Linked DNA regions of Zea mays: regions 1 and 2 are each linked to region 3. Evidence: chromatin contacts called from public Hi-C data. All regions are on one chromosome and are shown on one strand. Each heading gives the region's core, a stretch centred on a gene start, on an enhancer-like site or on the middle of the called end of the contact. The rest is flanking DNA. Distances are from core to core; before and after follow the strand shown.

Region 1 (2,700 bases), core at 180-2,679, 700 kb before region 3:
ATAGATATACGGTATCCATACTCGTTATCCGATGTGTATATGACATTAGTATAGATCTATACCGACGAACATACATGGATACAAGTATGGATTTAATGTTGTCTTGTAGTTATGGATTTATAAACCATGTAATCGTGTTCTAACCATGTGATTGTTATCCCTAGTCGCACGGTACGAAATAAAAAAAACCAGCGAAAAACGAAATTTAGGACAAAATAGCTCTAAAATAGCGTTATTTTATATTTTTACAATATTTTAGTACATAAATATAATACTAGTGGGTTGCCCGTGCGTTGCGACGGCTTATAACAATACCTGTGTAAACTACCCACAAAAAAAATTTAAGATGTATTATTGATTGTCTCCGGTCTCCATATAATATTTTTTTGATTTGGTTAACTGATGTTATTGTTTACTCCATCCAATGTTGCGATAAGAAGAGAGTTCACAACTTAGAAGAGGGTTCACAACGACTGACTGAACGAACAAAGATTATAAAATGACATAATTCCACCATACAGAGACCAAATAAGAGAAAGTTTGTGAGCTCAAGTTTCTAAAATAAGTCACATGAACTCAAACTTATAAAAAAGATAGATCAAAATATGAAGTGATTGCTAAAATCAGGGATCAATAAAAACTTGATGCGCTCCATATAAATTATGCTACTTCGTCGCAATTACTAACGTTTAAAACCAACAAACAACCTTTCATTTTACTGTTAGCGTGACAAATCATTGTTGCTCCATCTAATTCAGCAACCTCAAACACCACCGAGTCCATTGCGCCAATGTGGTCTCAGAAACGACCTAATGCTTGCAAGAGCCAATAACATCGTGATGTGCTTAGGTTGTAGCCTCGGCCCGTAGTGCTGGTCCGGCCCGACACGATTATATATTTTTTATTTTACATTAAAAATGTATATACATATATACAATTTATATTCAATATTAAAAACATCTGAGCATGATGTTCTACTGGTTAGACAGCTTTACCTAGTGTCTCTTGCTCTTCTTCCATCAGGGCATGGGTTTGAACCCCACGTCCTGCACCGTTTTTAATATTTTACGCTGATTCAATCAGTCAACGGGCTAACGGACTGCGCTGACACAGTCAGCAGGTCGGCATGACATGCCTGAGACAAAGTTGTGGCCCACTGGTGTCTGGCTCATACAGGGCCGCCGTTTGGCTATCTATGTGCATCGGGTTAATTTAAAATAGATGTGAAGGGTTATTTGTAAAAAAAGAATGACAACCGTTGTAGATATATACATATACAAAATTTTGTTGCTATAAAATAATAAGTATTAAATTGAATAACCTTGTTTCTGCATATGCATATGTCCGCTCCTGCTAGAGGGGATAGAACACGCCATGTCAGGCCGCGCGCATGCAGGCGGGTGAGCTATCCTCTGCCATACTTGAATGCGCGCACACGCTCTGCCCGACGACGACCGCCCTAGCTAGGCCCTAGGCCGTAGCTAGCCATGGCCGACCATGCGTCAACCTGGCAAGGATTATTGCTGCATTTGTGGCAGCAGCCTGCCCTTGCCAGAGAGCTAGTTACCGGCGACGAGAGATCTACCGACCCGACGACGACGCCCGGGCCCGGCAGACCGGCCGTGCTCCCTGGACGATCGATCCAAAATCCGCACCACCAACTAACTTGCGCCGGCTCCGTGCGCTACGAATGAATGCGTTGCACCAGGTGCCATGCCGTCGCCACCACGTTCCACGCGCCGCCAACACGGGCAATCCGAATCTAGAAGGCTCCGTGTCCAATAATCCATCGGCTGGCCGGCCACCGGATCCAGCGCCATGCATGATTTGCTGGGGCGAGCGAGCAAGCACTGTTCACCATTTCGTTGCTTGCTCCCCCCTCTGTATGGTAATCGACAGCGACGCGGATCGTGAGCCGTCTCTAAACCATCATAAATGGATCGCGCGTACGCCTAGCTAGCTCCGTCGCTTGTCCTGCGGTTGGCATCCATCAATTAATGCGCGCTAAGATGCTCCATGCTGATGATGATGAGAAACATATACTTCTCTCTCACACATGCACGCCAGCTATCGGCCAACCGCGCGCCTCCGAGAAACAAACAACAGCAGCTAGCAGGGTACTGTACGCGTACCTTCAGCCCCGGCCCTTTTACTGGAGCATGAGCCGGTGTGTGTGGTCGACTGGTCGACAAAAAAGAAAAAATATATATATACAAAGACGCAACAGCAAAGATCGATCGATGCTGCAGTCAGTAACCTGCGGATTGTACTATCGCGCGTGGTATAGCGCCATCTTGTCAAAATGTCGCTTCAGGACGACATTCATTAGGCCTTACAGATTCACTAGCTAGAGAACAAGCATCCAAGGTGTGGTCATCTCATCCATCGTCGTGACTTTGATCTGCCAAAGGGCACCAATCGTTCATCAGTAAAGCCACCAGCTCCTTTAATTCTCAGCTCATAACTAGCTAGATTCTCATGCCAACCACTTGAGACAGTACGTCATTCATCGGCCGCCAGCTCGTACGTCCCACAAACGTGGCCCTCGGCCGGGCACTCAGCTCTCTTTTCTCTCCAAACGTACAGACGAATTACTAACTTTTATTAGTCATTCTAAAATAGAAATGGCATGCTATCACGCCAACACTTATTAACGCCGGCTTTAATTAGGCTACGTGTCCTGCACATCGCGTATATGGT
Region 2 (2,929 bases), core at 183-2,682, 950 kb before region 3:
TCGAAGACAAGTTGTGCCCTTGATCACTTTTCTTTACCTAATAATGTTCCTGTTAATCACTGTGACATGCTCAGGTTAATTTGATGAGACCCAATAGTTTTCCCCAGCATTGTTTATCCCCTACCTTGCAAACAAAAGCACTATTGGGTAGTTTTGTTATTGCTCTACCTATTTTGGCAAACTAATGTTACATTATGATCATGTTCCAGTTATACTATTGTTTTAATTATTGTTCATGACATGATCATTTTGTTAATTGGAACATGGAGCGACCACCCGAGAAAACAGTGCTACCACAAGGGTGGTATGGGACACCCTTAGCTGACTAATTAGGAAAACTAGTGGAAGACTACCTTACCCGAAAGGGGCAAGGGCGGTAGAGGAGCTGCGTATAGAGAGGTTTTCGGGTCGATTATGTTGCGATGACTTTTCGGACGAGGGATTGCTATATTGCCCTTCTGAGAAACCGTAGCGGGTTTTCGGAAGCTAGTGGAACTTTATAAAGGCCTCGTAGTGGTACCCTGCCTCGTCTCCTCGGTAGAGATAAATGGGAAGTCACGATCCCTTGGCAAATGGGTAACACGACTTGTGGGTAAAGATGTGCAACCTCTGTAGAGTGTAAAACTGGTATATCAGCCGTGCTCACAGTCATAAGCAACTCGAACCCTCATATGAGTAATTTATGGAACTAAACTTAATTTGTCATTTGCATTGCATTGTGGATATTATCATTAATTTTGATCTCTTATTTATTTGGGTTGGTATCTAGTTATACTTAGTAACTGCTAATAAAATTTTGACCAACTTTAAAAGCAATGCTCAACTTTAACCATCTCCTTTGGTAAGCCTTACACTTCACATGAGCTCACACATTTGGTGAGTTCATGCACATTATTCCCCACCACTTGTTGAGCGATGAATGTATGTGAGCTCACACTTGCTGTACTCACATTCCACCAGGTCAAGGACAGATACTACAAGATAAGGAGCATGATGGATGTTGCGTTGAGTTCGTGACAGGTCTAGACTGTCGTCTCCCGGTCAACTATAGTTACTGGATTGATGTTTTCGTATGATGTAATTATTTATTTATTTTGTACAGAACTTCTATTATATTATAAAGATGTGACATTCGTTTCTGTAGCATTAGTCATCATATGTGTGAGACTTTATCCCTGCACACATGGTGAATTTCACCCGTGTTTTGGACCCCTACAATCCGGATGAGACATTAATCTCTTAATAGATCTAATCTAATCGTCTTAGGAAATAAGAAGTAGGTGCCTGCTTATAGGACCAACGATCTCATAAGTCATATCCCGCTTGGACTCGAGTTCCACCAGCCAGCTAGCGGGACGGGACCGGCCCGGACTCGAATTCCTCAAGCGCATGGGCTAACTTTCCTTCGCGCCTGCCGTGGGCCGCTCGGCCGATACTGCGTGCCTCATCACGCTGCTCACCTGGGCCGACTCAAGCGGGCAAGCGCCCACGCTCCTGAAGCCGACCTGAGCACAGCCAGCAAACCTGCTCCCAGCCTTCCTCACGCACGCAAGAAGTATGCATGCACTTGCATGCCACAGTGCCTTGCATGGCTTGCTTGGCTCACTGCTAGCGCTAGCACGTCCATGCCAAAATAAACTCCATTTCCTGCTAATTATAGCTAGAAGCTAGCACGCTCATGTACGTATGCACTCGCACACGAGCCAAGGTGACAGCACCTTCACGCTATATATAGTTTGCTCACGCTTCTTGACACCCATGTCCTCAGGTGACGCAACTATACATCTCTTTCTGCGACTTAAACACAACATCCATCTTCATTTGCACGATCCCCAGGCTCGAACGTCTTGTATGATACCTTTGGCTAATAGAACCTCAGTTGCTCTCTAAACTTAGTGTTGGTGCCTTTCACTAGTAGAAAAGAGCTCAAAGCCTGCGGCACCCATAAATTATCACTGACGGTTTCAGTTACAGCGCGCCAGTAAAAAAAACCAGGTGGGCCCGGCTTGGGAACCGCCAGTGGAAACCTATTTCCACTGGCGGTTATCTTAACACAACATCCAGTGGAAAAGGATATTTCCACTGGCGGTTGGTGTAACACAACCGCCAGTGAAAATCTAGTTTTCACTGGCGGTTCTGTTACACCAACCGCCTATTTTCACTGGCGGTTGTGTTAAGATAACCGCCAGTGGAAATAGTTTTCCACTGGCGGTTTTTCAAGCCAACCACCAGTAAACTATGTGTTATAAATACCCCTCTTCTTCCCCCGACAGGAGCTGTATGCTCGCAGCCAACTTCCATTGGAGGCGATTTTGGAGATCCAGATTTCACAAAATACAAGGGGAGAGGTTTTGGTCTTCATTTTTTGGAAGAAGGTGGATAAGAAAGGTTGGTTTATGTTTCTTTGTCAATTTTTGTTCATTCTTGCTCAATTTTAGCCACATTTTGGATCTAGGGTTTTACATGTGAGAGAGAAGAGTATAGCTAGGTTATTTTCTCTATTTCCTCAAATGAGGTTGCTTAAGATGGTTAGATTTTGTCTATTCCCTCTCCTTTTTCATGTTTAGTTCTCAAATCAGTTTATCCATGACATATATTTAGTTGCTTAATGAATGGTGAATGTGTTGTATGGAGAGGGAGGATGATAGTTTTGGTAATTAAGATTGTTTTTATTAATTGTTATGAAAGGTTGGTTTAATTATGTTTCAATTGCCAATTATTGTTCATTTTTGCTCAATTTTAACTACATTTTGAAACTAGGCTTTCACCATGTGTTAGAGATAGGTTTGTGTATTAAAGGCATGTTTGGTTTGTGGCTAACTATGCCACACTTTGCCTAAGGTTAGTCGTTCAAATTGAATAACTAACCTTAGGCAGAAAAGTTAGGCAAAGTGTGGCAAATTAGTCAGCGAACCAAACAGGCCCTAAG
Region 3 (2,819 bases), core at 239-2,738:
ATTTCAGCCATTGCTGGTCTCTCGTCACCATTAAATATCCTCAAGAATATTAGAATAGGTTATGAAACTCTCATGCAATCTTCTACCGCTTGCTAAAATGCAACAGAGTGACAAACAACACGTGCATTTCCTACTTCAGTGTTCTTCAAATTGTTCTCACACCATTCATTACTAACAATGAGAGCTTTCATCCCTTGTCTTTGTTTCCACATATTAGCCAATGTAAGGAAGGATATTGCAAACAGAGTATTTGCATGCCTCACAAGATCTCTATCATTTGTCTTGGTCCTCATCAAGTCATGAATCATTCCATATCCATAGATAAATAAGGTAGAAAACTTTTCCATTAGCATCGTACCTACTAGGGTTGAGATGGCTAGGTGGGCTCACATTTTTATACCTGGGCCCAAATAAGTCGCCTGACTCAACTGCTGCGACTAGTCGTGACTAGTCGACGAGTCAAGCGACTGGTAGAGAAAGTTGAGTCGTTCAGATCGACTATCACCTCTGCACCGACTTCTCGACTAGTCCTCAACTAGTCATCGACTTTAAAACCTTGGTTTTATCAATAAATTATGTTGAAGATGTGTCATTTAATAGAATAATATCGAGAATAGAGGTCAACACTCAACGGGACGAGCTAGGCATCGAATTCAATCTAAGGAAATGTTGGCAATGTACGTGGATTGAAACTAATCATGCGCAGCCTATCCATCCATCCACGAAATTCAGCCAGAACTTGCGTCGTCAAATATACTTGATACTGCAATCATATCCTTTGGCATCGCAAAGCAACCAACCGAAATCAGTATCGAACTGAGATCCAATCTCCAACTAGGGAAGGAGTCAGCACCGGAATTCCCAACCAATCGAGCCTAAAACACAGGAATTCGCAGCACGCAGACTGCCAAAGCGCCCAAAATCGGTGGGGCCCGAATCGGCCGGTGCCAGGACGCAAATCTCTTCGCTACCGCCGGGGACGTAACCCAACCGGCACCCCAATCCGCGCCAGAGGGGAGGAGGAAAGGAGAGAGAAGGGCCGTGGACGTACCATGGCGTGGCGTTCGCCGGCGTTAAAGGAGGCTTTCTGCGCACCCATGGCGAGAGTGTAGAGCTGCGAGAGCGAGTTTGCGGCGCCCCGGAAGGCCCCGTAGAGCGCCTGGTCCGTCTCCTCCAGGCGCGCCGCCTCCGCCTTGCGCTTCTTCCCGGTCATCCCAGCCAGTCCCCTCAGGTCGTCGCCTCCCGATCCGTCCGGCGCCCGCCCAGTCCGGCGAGGGAAGGGAGCCCTACGGGACACCGCGGTGAGACAGCCCTGGCCCCCCGGCGGCGAGGTGACGTCGACGCGCACGAAGCGGCGGCTTTACGTCTCTCTCTGCCTGCGCTGTGTTTTTGTTTCCCGTCTCCTTTCCTCTCCTCCCCGACCCCGTGGTTGGTTTTTTTCTCCTAATATCCTATATCATCGCTCATATTGTCTCGTCTCGTCTCGTTGTGTCGATCAGAACCCACGATCCATATCCGATGGGTATTTACTTCATTAAGATATGTATATGGGCTAAATATTCTACTCGTAAGTTTATTATTGAACAAAAATCTTCACCCAATTGATAAACAGGTATTTAAAACGTTCCGCCTTCACACATACCCGTTAACCCGTGGGTATAAAATACCCAATATAAACTTAGCCCAAGCATGAACTTTGACTTTAGTCATCTAAATTTTTTTACTATTTAATAACCTTTTAGGCCATAATGTCATAGAAGGCTTAACGACAATTTAATGACAATGTAATGGAATATGTAATGTGCTATGTAGTACTATCCTAGTGTTATTACTTTATCCAATTATCTTTGGTGTGTTGAATGGATGGTTAAATGATGCTAAAAATTTTGTAATGGTATTTAGATAGATATACTTGACATTTGTATCATATAATATTTTGATAGATGTTTAGCTTTTGTGGGTACGGGTGACCCGATGAGTGACTCATATCCATATGAGTATGGGTATGGGGATAAATCTATTCCCGCTAGTGTATATGGGTGACCCGATGAGGTTATTTTTGTGTCGTGGGTATGGGTATGGGGTAGTAATACCCGGTGAGTATTTACCCATTGCCATCTCTAGTGTCGATGCGTCATGCGTGGTGTGGCTGGTGGGCGCGCGGATGCTGAGGCGGACGCTTGGGGCCCGCATGGCGGTGGGAGGAACGGGACGAGAACGTACGGCGCACGTGGTGCTTTATCGATTGACGACGTGGATGTGAGATACTGACATCTGGGACCATCGGACCCTGCCTGCGTGGCAGCGCCGGTGTCACGTCATTCTAAATAGAGGGTGTTGAGCAATACCACACGGTCTGTCCATAGACGTGGACGGTCCGTCTATAGATTGGATCAGACGTAACTAATTTCTTTTCTGTAGCAGTTTATCCCTCTAAATCTGCGGTTGTTATTGGAAGTTATTTAGGAATGGGACCAGACCTCCCCTATATATATTAGGGGTATAGCCAATTGAAATCACTAACAATCGAATTACAATCAATATTATAAGATTACCGTAAGTTGTATACATATCAAAGTGTTGTTTAATTTATGCTTGTCTTATTACAATGTCTATTTTCCTAGGACTTTATTTTTATTTGTATATATGTACATGAGAGTTATTCATCATTTCATTGCTAGAGGTTTTAGCTAAATAGTGATTTTAGTGAGTCATTATATATTGCTAGAAATCTTTATTAACATTAATCGTGAAGGTGTATCATATTAGCTAATGCAATATACCTAATGTGATGATTGAGTTATAGTAGCTAATGCAAT

The links. A called contact is a pair of places that touch in the nucleus more often than the background predicts.
Region 1: a contact with region 3 is called in a Hi-C map of ear, with 10 times the contacts expected there. The contact joins the enhancer-like site here to the promoter of LOC100282872 in region 3. A contact is called at or near these places in 2 of 25 Hi-C or Micro-C datasets (ear and tassel).
Region 2: a Hi-C map of tassel shows a contact between it and region 3, with 5 times the contacts expected there. The contact joins the enhancer-like site here to the promoter of LOC100282872 in region 3. A contact is called at or near these places in 2 of 25 Hi-C or Micro-C datasets (ear and tassel).

Annotation. Positions count from the first base shown.
Region 1 is chr7:101,342,325-101,345,024 of Zm-B73-REFERENCE-NAM-5.0, reverse strand. No RefSeq gene overlaps it. Among protein-coding and RNA genes, the nearest start is that of LOC103632634, 60 kb to the left of the region's middle. Within about 2 kb of position 1,429, at least 13 of the 20 cell types and tissues checked have an H3K27ac peak or open chromatin away from gene starts, as enhancers often do. A contact at or near this core is called in ear and tassel, where this site is marked.
Region 2 is chr7:101,585,269-101,588,197 of Zm-B73-REFERENCE-NAM-5.0, reverse strand. No RefSeq gene overlaps it. Among protein-coding and RNA genes, the nearest start is that of LOC103632635, 97 kb to the left of the region's middle. Within about 2 kb of position 1,432, at least 17 of the 20 cell types and tissues checked have an H3K27ac peak or open chromatin away from gene starts, as enhancers often do. A contact at or near this core is called in ear and tassel, where this site is marked.
Region 3 is chr7:100,639,981-100,642,799 of Zm-B73-REFERENCE-NAM-5.0, reverse strand. It overlaps LOC100282872 (holocarboxylase synthetase), which reads right to left and starts at 1,488. Exons shown (of 3, transcript NM_001155778.2): 1 at 1,052-1,488. The coding sequence starts at 1,213.